Linked DNA regions of Xenopus laevis: region 2 is linked to region 1. Evidence: chromatin contacts called from public Hi-C data. All regions are on one chromosome and are shown on one strand. Each heading gives the region's core, a stretch centred on a gene start, on an enhancer-like site or on the middle of the called end of the contact. The rest is flanking DNA. Distances are from core to core; before and after follow the strand shown.

Region 1 (5,732 bases), core at 1,805-4,304:
GTGGTGCCTTTATCATGAAACCACAGTTTGAGTCTCGTGTTTCTCACAAACCTGAATATGTCCACTTGAAAATTAAACAGCCCTGTGCTGTGCCCTGGTACAAAACTTAATCCCTTGTTGATCACTCGGCACTCAGTAGGCTTAAGCGTGCGAGATGATATTGTGTCATAGTGTGTAAATCTCTTGGTTAATTTCAGAGAAGACATTTAGATATAAGGGTTTTGCCAGTTGATAACATCTGATGAGCCTATCCTGAGCAACCTGAAGAAGATCATTTCAGAGAAGACATTAGGTATGTTTTCACTTTACCCAACTTTAAAGGGATACTGTCATGGGAAAAACAATTTTTTTCAAAATGAATCAGTTAATAGTGCTGATCCAGCAGAATTCTGCACTGAAATCCATGTCTCAAAAGAGCAAACAGATTTTTTATATTCTATTTTGAAATCTGTCATGGGGCTAGACATATTGTCAATTTCCCAGCTGCCCCAAGTCATGTGACTTGTGCTCTGATAAACTTCAATCACTCTTTACTGCTGTACTGCAAGTTGGAATGATATCACCCCCCTCCCTTTCCCCCCAGCAGCCAAACAAAAGAACAATGGGAAGGTAACCAGATAACAGCTCCCTAACACAAGCTGACTGGCAGATCTAAGAACAACACTCAATAGTAAAAACCCATGTCCCACTGAGACACATTCAGTTACATTGAGAAGGAAAAACAGCAGCCTGCCAGAAAGCATTTCTCTCCTAAAGTGCAGGCACAAGTCACATGACAGGGACAGCTGGGAAATTGACAAAATGTCTAGCCCCATGTCAGATTTCAAAATTGAATATAAAAAAATCTGTTTGCTCTTTTGAGAAATGGATTTCAGTGCAGAAGTCTGCTGGAGTAGCACTATTAACTGATGCATTTTGAAAAAAACATGTTTTCCGATGACAGGATCCCTTTAAGACTATGGAGACACAATGCAACAGGATTCCTCTTGCTACCTACCACCTTATGTACATTTTAAAAGGACTGCAAGGTTATTAGAAATTATTGATCTTGTTGAATGACCCACATCTAGAGTTTTCATGGTGTTTACTGGTAATAATGTAGTTGATGACCTAGCCTGTAGGGATGATCTTCAATGAGCAAAGGAATGCCATAAAGAATCCCAGTTGAAAACTAATATCAGGCATCCAATACTTGGGCAAATTTAAGCCTAGAATTTTGCGGAGGTTGGATTTGGAGGCTAGACATCTAATGAGGCAGTTTCATCAACATTGACTCTTGTTTCTGCCATTTCTTTTCAGTGCTGGAGAAGGATTATGTTTTTTCTTTGAGGGGGGGAGTCTAGTCAAAAAGTATGAGCTTTGAATTTGCATTGGCTAATATAATCTTGTGTTTCAGAGGTTGCTCAAGCTTGGACAGTATGATTACCATTGTAATGTAGTGAAACTACTGTGGGCTTAAAGTTATTGGATTTGGATTGGATTTGCATTGGATTTGACTAATGATAAAGAGCCAGGACATGGCTTGAAACGCAACTGTATCTTTTGGTCGTAGCCAAGTAACAAATAAAGGCTTTTTATTCATAAAAACGGTGCTGTCCATTATTGAAACTTGGATTTGACTAATGACTACCATTCTAGGTAAACAATATGACAGCCCTTGCCTATACACAGAGATGAAATGCTCTGGGCACAAAGTAAGCTTTACCCTCACACGGTGTTGTCTAACAATATGGCAGCTCCAATCGAATTGTTGAACTACAAATAGACAAAAGGTTTGCTCATAGCGCTCACTGAGACAGACAGAGGAAGTAAGGGTCTGAAACAGGAAGCTGTCTCTGGCAGTCACGGCACTAATGGTTTTTAACACTCTCCGCAATCTCTTGAGTGGGTGGACAGGGAAGTTGGGGTGGGGTGAGGGCTTAAGCTAATTGGGGAAGAAAGTCTAATACAATATTGTAACCTGTGATTACTAGGTGTTCATATCTCATAGAACCCACTGAGCATGCAGTTATTTATTTGATACAAATTTTTTAAAGCAGTTTCTTCAGGGGGACTGCTGGCTTGTTGACTGGGGGCTCTTGTTGTGGTAGGGTTTATAGGGGACACACAGGAGGGCTGATAAACAAATGCAAGGGCTTCTGCTGCACAGAAACTATTTTATATCATTTTCATTTTTGGTGTTACTAGTTGTTGAAATGACAAACTTGTCTTGGGGCCATATATATATATATATATATAAAAACATGTAAACGAAATTACATTTCAGTTTTTGCATTTTTTTTTACTTGTTCTTTCATCAGTTGGGAAATGCAATTTTAGATTGCTATTATTGTACTGAGAGTATCTCCCGAACTATGGGTGGGTTATACAAGGGTCTGTTTTGGGGCGACTGTGCCAGTTGGAGGCTTTATCCTTAAACTGGCCATAGACAGAACCACCCACCGACACTTAAAGGGATCTGTGTGAGCCATTCCCATTCCATCCCCAACCACACCCCTGATCTACCATAACCAATTTCTTGCCTTGGCTTCTTTCGAAGATTTCAGGTGCAGCTTTCAGGTTGAGTTGAGTTATCTACATACGCCAACTGATAACAGGTTAGTCCAAGGTTTGGTGTGTGCTGGCTGGATGTGATCAATAGGGTTTGAACATTTCAACTGGTGGTGTTCATAGTATTGGCCAGTGTATGGTAACAGCTCCTCCACCCTTTCTGCTTAAATGTGGTTCATAGACCCTCGTATAAGATCTGTTGAGCTTTACCATAATTTCCATCAAGTCCACTACCCTCAGCCTGTGCATTGTAATAGAGACTTGGCCATATGTCACAGCCATGCAGATCTATGGTGGCCAGGAACTTGTCACATCCGATAGGCAATCAGGAGAGGACTTTTATCATTAGACATAACAAGGCTAATGCCTGACAGGACCCCCGGTAGGAAGACGTCTGTGAGGAATTCCCTTCTCATTCCTTGCCACCAGCAGCTGGATCTTAGAGTTCTGTTGGAGGTGGCCGGCTTCCAAGGCCTTGCCCCTAGTCACATTCCTTGCGTGCTTCTGGTGACACTGCCAGAGTGAAGCCGGGAAGGGCTGGTCACTGTGTTTCCTGTGTGTGAGCTGCAGCTGGTTGATTCGGAGTGCAAAGTTGATTGTGGTTGAACCATAGTAGCATTGATCAAAACAGGAAAATGAAGAGAAAGTGATACCATTTATTGGCTAAACTTGTAGACTGTAAAATAGCAGGCTGTCGGCATGGCTAAGGTCTCTTCCTCGGTCATCAAGAGGTTTAACCTGTTGCTATTGCTTCTGTTTAGCCTATGGATTATCATGTAGTGTCTTAATAGCTGTGATTATCGGTGGTAGCCAGTACCCGGATACTGAACTGTTGCTGCGGATTTACAGGCATAAAAGCCCACGTCAGACGTCACCCAGAGATGTAATTAGATTTCTGGTGTCCTGGGAATTCCAGAGCCTGCTGATTGCACAAATCCCAGGCAGCTGCATAACTTTCCCAGGCTTCCCATTCCCTGCCTGAGCGGCCTCGGCTTTTACTCTGCTTATGGCACAAAGAACTATATTAAATGCAACCTGACGAGCTTGTTTTCTCCAAAACCTAATTGAACAAAGATCTTTGTTTAGCTTTGGAAAAGGTGGCCGTAATTCAGTTGGTTGCTCCTCAGCATGTAAACGTCTTCCACCCAAGTATTCATAATGATGTTTATAAGATATGGAAATAAAAGAAGAGGTTTGCATAAGAAGACCCCCCAAAAACACTATGCCAGTGTAATGCTGCCAGTTTACAGGGCTGTTGTATGATTTCCCTGTCACTGGTGTCCTGTAGAGCAAAGGCTTTGACCCAATTAATATCATTATCTTTTCCTCAGGGAACTTCATGTTACAGTATGTCAGATGTTTAGAAATAATGTTCTCCACTTTTTCTGTTTTTGTGTGTGTGTACAGCAGTCCAGGAGGAGAGACAGAGGGGAAAGGAACGAAATGAAAATGAGGTGGAGAGTAGCAGCAGTGCCAACGAGGACATGCCGGTGGAGAAGATCCTTGAGGCGGAGCTTGCGGTGGAACCAAAGACAGAGACGTACATTGAGGCTAACATGGGCCTTTCTCCCAACTCTGTAAGTGACCTCAATTACCTGGGCGTATAGCATGAGATATTTAGACGTTTCTCTTTATACGTCCTATTCATTTGATAGTGGAGAATATTGAGTAGGATATTTCTGCCAGAAACATAAATTATAAATTAAAATATTTTAGAGTCCATGATGAGTCAATTTGGAGTGTGGGGTTACTGTAATGAAGCCATTTGTTGCTATGAAGTCCAATGATATCAGTTGTGCTTGTCCACATGTAGAGCATCTCCACCAATTGAAGGCATGTCATTGATGATGTCATATGTTCCTCTTTTGGAAACCTCACTCTGTATTTCTTTTTCCCCGACGCAGCCCAGCGACCCTGTTACCAACATTTGCCAAGCAGCAGACAAGCAGCTCTTCACACTGGTGGAATGGGCAAAGAGAATCCCACATTTCTCAGATCTGCCGCTGGATGACCAAGTTATCCTTCTTAGGGCAGGTAGGCTTTCTTGGACAACTGTCGATACTTTTGCAACTGTCAGAGCCCTTCGGCACAAAGGGTACGTTAGAAATCTGGTGCATATACTGACAGTGCAGAGGGTCCCCGAGGGCATGGAACTTGACAGTCCTGGAAGCCTCACATTTATTACATTCTGTAGCAGAGAAGTATGTGAAATGATTTGCAATGTCGTAGCATGCTCCATGTATGTGCCTTTTTATGCTGGTTACAGTCAACAAAACTCCAGGCCTACATACTTTGTGGCTTGGGTCATTATAAGAGATCCATTCTTTAGGAGACAACTTCCCCAACAACTAACGATATAGCCCATAGGACATACCTTCTGAGGCGGAGGTCCCCAAACTTTTTTTCCCGTGAGCAACATTCAAATGTTGAAAAAAAAATGGAGAGCAATACAAGCATGCAAAAAGTTCCTAAGGGTGCCAGATATTGGCTCTGATTGGGTACTGGTAGTACCTATGGGGACTGCCAGCCTACAAGAGGCTCTGTTTGCCATTTCAAGTGTTTTTTATGAAGGCAAAAGTTGCCTTCAAGCAAGGAATTTAGAAAATAAGCACCTGCTTTGAGGCCACTGGGAGCAACATGTTGCTCACGAGGCACTGGTTGGGGTTCACTGCTATGGTTTGAATGTTTTTGGAAACATTTCTGTATTCCATAAGGTTATTTACCTGGACAAGCAATAGAAATCTTGGTTTCTTTCAACTATAAAGATAAATAAGAAACTCAAACTGTTAACGGTGCTTTGGATATGAAGGTCGAATCCCAGCAGATTACGGCTTTTAAACTGCTAGGCGCATAGATGGAGTTCCCACCACGCATGACTCTTTAAGGGGTGGGGGAGAGTGAACGTTGCCTTATAAAAATGACATTATTTATTTAAGAACCAGACACTGCTGAGTTAGAAGCCAAAACAGGACTCTGGTACCCGTTTCCTAGCTGTTAAAGAAGAAAAAAAGACTTTGATGACTCGGTTGTTTCCTTGGCAAGGGCAGAGTCTTTTTGGACTGCCATCAACAGAAGCCTGGCTTTTGTCTTAGGAGACCAATTGCGATGGTTTCTGTTCAATGCTTTAAATAACCTCCCTGCAGTATTTTATCTAGTGACTTCATGTATTATTGAGCAGTAGG
Region 2 (5,732 bases), core at 2,263-4,762, 75 kb before region 1:
TTTATAGAATTGTGTAAGTATTGCTTTAACAATTCACGAATCACGATTGGTTACAGAATAAAATACCAAGACTCTTCCCTAAAGGTGACCATAGACACAGCGATATTATTTGTACGAAAGATTTTCATACGATAATCAGTGCATGTGGGGTGGGAGACAAGGCGACTGATATCGGTAAAAAGCCTGGGATATCGTGCACCTTTGAAGGTGCCCCAACATCGTAACATTTATGCTGACTTATCAGCAAGAGCTAAAGAATCCTTTTTTTTTACCTGCATATCTGACTTTTGTAGAGTGGACGAAAGATCTTTCATACGACCAGTGGGCGTGGGGAAGATCATAATTGTATAGTGTCCGGGCTGGTGGCTGGTGAGTGTTATATAACTGTGCCTGCTCTAAATAGAGTCGCCTGTGAATCTGCTGCCTGTTTAAGTTGTTTTTTTTAGAATAAAGTGCCCACTGTACCCAACGCCGGAAGTAAAGCCTGACCACAAATCATTACTGATAGAGGAGTGGCACCTGTTCCATGTTACAACTAATTCATTTACATGTACACAGCCCTGGCACGCACATGTGCTCTGTTTATGCAACACACACTGTTATGGAATGAGACTTTTGGTCCCTGAGAAAAGGACTCACAAGTAACGAATTTGGCTTGTTTAATAAACACCCTGTGATTGTACATGAAACAACCTGCTACCAATGGTGTCCTATTCCCCGAAACAGTTATAGCCACGTAGCTCAGCGGGACTAAAGTTTATCAGGAACAAAAGCCAATAGGAAACAGTTTTATGCTTTGTGGGGTCCTGTCTGTACAACCCAGGGCCAATGCAATGGCAGGCTCCAGGCAATTACCCCAAAAGCAATTCTGAGCCTGTCCAGAGTTATTAAACTATTGCAGCACAGGTATTCCCCTGTACTAAGCACAATTCAGCATGAACAGTCGCCTAAATTTGCTCATAGCCTGTACAGAGAGATCCCATACACATATGGCAGCATAGGTATTCCGCCGTAGTAAGCACAATTCAGCAGGAACAGTCCTCTAAGTTTGTTCATAGTCTGTATATAGAGATACCATAAAACTATGGCAGTATAGGTATTCCCCTGTACTAAGCACAATTCAGCAGGAACAGCCCCCTAAATTTGCTTATAGCCTGTACAGAGAGATCCCATACACATATCGCAGCATAGGTATTCCTCCGTAGTAAGCACAATTCAGCAGGAACAGTCCTCTAACATACCTCCCAACATTTTGGAAGTAAAAAGAGGGACAACATTTTTTTTTCCGCACGTAGCACAGCAATTTTTTTGACCACACCCCTTTCTGTGGCCACACCCCCTAATTACCATGTTCGTTTTACAAAATTTGGCAGGTTATGAAAGTTTGACAATATTTCTCCTTATCTAAACTGTTTTTTGTGTCTCAAAATTGTTACAAAGTATCTTATTTGCACCTGTTAGGTGTTCTGGGCTCTCTGCTAAAAGCCAATTAAGTGAGAAACTTTGTTTCTTTTTCTGGCTGTTCAGTACAGAGAAAAGAGGGACTTTCCAGTACAAATGAGGGACTGCGGGTTGAAGTGTCAAAAGAGGGACTGTCCCTCCGAAAAAGGGACAGTTGGGAGGTATGCTCTAAGTTTGTTCATAGTCTGTATATAGAGATACCATAAAACTATGGCAGTATAGGTATTCCCCTGTACTAAGCACAATTCAGCAGGAACAGCCCCCTAAATTTGCTCATAACCTGTACAGAGAGATCCCATAACACTATGGCAGCATAGGTATTCCCCTGTACTAAGCATAATTCAGCAGGAACAGTCCCCTAAACTTGCTCATAGCCTGTACAGAGAGATACAGCATATGGCATAGGTATTCTCCTGTACTAATGAGCTAAAAGCACTTATGAAAGTTGTAACCAAAATCTGAATTTAATCTGCCTGGGGTAAAAAAAAATCCTGTTAAATTGAATGTACATACCTAAAGAACAGGTTCAGATTACAGGGGGAAAAACCCGGGATTGCTATTCTCCATACATCTGTTTCATGTTTAAATCCATATCTATTACAATAAATTAAAGGAATATTACATTGTGGAAACAATAAATCTGTGTTATGTTTAAATGTTCAGATATTCTGCTAAATCATGCGATGCTGAAAGGTTGTTCTTCCGGGGGGGATTACTGGTCAGGCGATTATCGCTCAGAAACGCAACGTGCAAAAGCACCGGAAGAGACGAAGTGTCCATGTGATCAGCAATTCAGCATTCATGGCAGTTTCCAGCTACAAATCACCCTATGAGCCATTGAAGGGGCTAATCAGAGACCAATCAGATCTTTATTTGCCTAACTTCTAGACGACCAGTCAATATGAATTGTTGTTTGGTTGCTATTGGCAACAGCACTTCTATTTAAAACCTTCACGTGCCCTCTATTCTTTCAGCCTTTAGAGGAATTTGTTGGTTCTTGCCAATTGGTTGAGGCTGTTGAGGGATCTGTTGTTTTTATTGTTTCAATTGCCCTTTGTTACGTCAGATAAAATATTTTAAAAAAGGAATAGAAACTGCCAGCATGCTGTAGACATAGGATAAATTGCAATTGGTCTTTTTTTGATGTGGTCCCATTAATCCTAGCAACTGATGGCACTGCAGTTTGAATGGTAGACTGATAGGGAAGGTGGAGGCAGGTTAATGCCAGGGGATTGGCTGCTTTCTTTGGTGGCCCACATTGTATTTCAACCTTAATTCGCTGATACTGGTATGTTGAGTTTACAGCCCGGCCTGGGACCCAGTTCTGGTTTTGCTTCCCCTTTGGCCCTAACAATGCCAGGGTGCAGCTCCTTTAATGGCTTTTCCCCTTCACCATTTGGAGTCTGTAGAACAGCTGGGCCAGAGCTTCTTCCTTTCCAGCTGTTTTGAAGCATACGGCTCCTGGGGCATGCTGGGAGTTGTAGTTCAGAACAGCTAGAGAGACTGCAGGTAGAAAGTGGCATGTCTTGACTCAGTTGCAACTCGGGGATCCTGCCCTGGCACTGCTGCCTTACATAGGGGAATGGGCAGATCAGGAAGGAGCTGTCCTGGATGGTGGTGGGTGGCCTCTATATTCTGCAAATAGAGGGTGCATATTGTATGTAGCAGTCTGGCATTGTTGGGGTTAAGCAGTTGAGCCCCTTTTGGTTCCCAAGTAACAAGTTTTCACCTCTTATCCATGCGCCCCTATATATATCTCAAATAGTACCCCCCTAAGTGTGTGCCATGCCCAGTGTTTTGCACATTTGCCCCAAGCTGCATGGCAGAGCCAGAGAATGCCATTATGTGCCATATGTAGAATAGGGAATGTCATGCTGTGCCACTGTGAGGGCAATACTGTGAGCCCGTGTTGTACTGTGCCACTGTGAGTGCCATACGGTTGATGTGAGAGCAAGTGCCACGCTGTTGTGCAACTGTCATGAAGCGCGGGGAGCGAGTTCGCGCAGAGAGAGGCGCATTTGTAGCTGCCGCCTGTAGGGGGCCCCCAGCGCAGCCTTTTCTCCCCAGTGTCTGCTTGTTCTCCCGGCTCCCCCCCTCTGCGCTGTGTCACTGGTTGAGGGTTCGGCCGTCGCTGCTCCCCTTGGCGGGGCCCCGTTGCATTGCAGCCCGAGGAGTTGGAGCGGGGAGGCAGGACAACTACTTTCCTTACATTGTTGGTGAGTTTGCAGCAACTCCTCCGCCTGGGCCCCCGACGCTGCTGGATCTTACTGTCCCCGGGGCCCGTGGATTTCCCGTTCCCTCCAAGACCATCGCTCTCCTGGGCAGGATTTCAGTGCGGGGCCCCAGCTTCCAGTTCCCACCACCAGGCGTTTGGCATGAGTTAACCAGCCATGGACACCAAGCATTTCCTGCCGCTGGGTGAGTACTGGGTGCCAGTAGGGTGCTGTGCTTGGGTGGGGGGCACTTACCTACTGCAGCTGCTATTGCCTGTCTCCTGCTCATGCCCCTGAGTTCTTATTCCTGCCACTCAACCCCCACAATGCACTTCTTGACTTCATGCCCCCTCTGGCTTTGCTGCCCACCTTCAGCAGTGACTGGCAGATATTGGTCACAAGTTCTTTGGGCACAGGCAGTGACACAATCCTTCCTCTTCTCCAGCTCTTATTAACTGCACACCTCATGGGTTGCTGGGGCATGTTGGGAGTTGTAGTTTACAGCAGCTGCAGAGCAGGTAAAAAGTTCTTTGGCTCAAGTGTAAGTCAGGGGAGTCCTGTCACAAAGGGGGAGGGGAAATGCCCAATGTGTTTATGATCCCGGCATGTATAGGCTACTTCCTATTTTATCAAGTACCTGCCAATGGCTCTTAACCCATTTATACCAGGGTGGCAACAGAAAGGTGACAATTGTTATGCAAATGGAACTGGGTGATTCCAGTTGCTTCTGTAGAGTTGTGGCACTACTGTTCCCAGCAGCCTTCTTTGTCGTTAATCTGAGGCTGATTAACTGCCACAGGGGTATGCGCAGTCCTTAGTAGAAATGGCCCACTGCATTGGACAAACTTCCCCTTCCCCAAGCAAAGATGCACTGATTTATTGGTCTCGCTGAGTGCACGCGGTTTTGGCACCTCTTCCCATCACCAGCACCCGCTGCCACACAAACTGGTTTCTAATTACAAGCATTTGGGACAAGTACCCCCCATCCCTTCTGTCCTGTGACCCTGCGCTCGGTCTTGGGAGCTGATCCTCAAGCTCAGAGTAGGAGTTCTGCTGCTATAATAAAGGGCACAGAATTGCGATCACTCCTATAAATGCCCATTTGGTGCCATCGGATAAATGTGGGATCTTCCGTATTTCTTATACAGAAACATTATTTTTAGCATTGTATTCAAATTCAGGCATTTTTGCAGACTGCTTCACCATGCCCAATGCGTTTGTAGCCAGTCAGTATGCAGATTGGATTATTTATATGCATATGGTTTGCAAGGGGATGAGGAGGTGCCTGCGGGCACATGTCTAAAAGGTCCAACTCAGGACTGAGAACTGTTTGACGCTGGTCTCCTTATTGTCAGTGGTGGGTGGTTTCATGGCGCTGCCTGTTTTCAATAAAACCGTGACTTTTTTCATGACACAATGTAGCTGCATGCTGATACAACACTGTGATATCTATGGGATAAGCTACACTGGTGGCACATGTGGGATCACATCTGTACAATTATTTCTATGGTCAACCCCCCCTCTTTTTTATCTAGTGATGGGTAATGCCAAGGTAACAAGACCTTGCCCGGCCCAATTCACTGCACCAGACAATGAAATAAATAAAAGCTGAATTCCATCCCCAAACTTGTCAGGCACCTGGGGTGTTTATTTCCTTGCACCGTGAAGGATCCGTGTCTCTGGGTGCTGCACAATGATAAATGCCCCATAGAACATTTACCAAGTCTGACCCACTTCACTGACCCGGGGATACCAGTGGGCAGTTAGCTTGATCCTCTTGGGATTGGGCATTGGACTGTCAAACCTTGAATGTCGGAGGGTAAGACCCCCTTGCTCTGTGCTTGTTGTTGGCACACCTGATTCCCACGGGCAGTCAGGTCACTTTCCCACCAGATTTTTTCTCTCCTTGAGAACCTCTTGTCCCTCGAGTGTTTTGCCTGGGCACCGAGGTGACGTATGAGAAAAAGCATTTGGGGTGAGTTTGGGCCGGGTACATTTCAGAAAAAGGAAACCAATTGTGAGTGGCACCATGCCCCACTTTTAATGGGTATAGTAGAT

The links. Hi-C and Micro-C count contacts between places; a contact is called where the count stands out from the background.
Region 2: a contact with region 1 is called in a Hi-C map of the XTC cell line, with 2.4 times the contacts expected there. The contact joins the promoter of rxra.S here to the enhancer-like site in region 1. A contact is called at or near these places in 2 of 4 Hi-C or Micro-C datasets (the XL177 cell line and the XTC cell line).

Annotation. Positions count from the first base shown.
Region 1 is chr8S:30,182,558-30,188,289 of Xenopus_laevis_v10.1, reverse strand. rxra.S (retinoic acid receptor RXR-alpha-like) reads left to right here. Exons shown (of 11, transcript XM_018232591.2): 6 at 3,961-4,127; 7 at 4,455-4,584. Among protein-coding and RNA genes, the nearest start is that of LOC121393070, 38 kb to the right of the region's middle. Within about 2 kb of position 3,054, at least 1 of the 7 cell types and tissues checked has an H3K27ac peak or open chromatin away from gene starts, as enhancers often do.
Region 2 is chr8S:30,258,284-30,264,015 of Xenopus_laevis_v10.1, reverse strand. rxra.S (retinoic acid receptor RXR-alpha-like) reads left to right here and starts at 3,512. Exons shown (of 11, transcript XM_018232591.2): 1 at 3,512-3,879. The coding sequence starts at 3,852.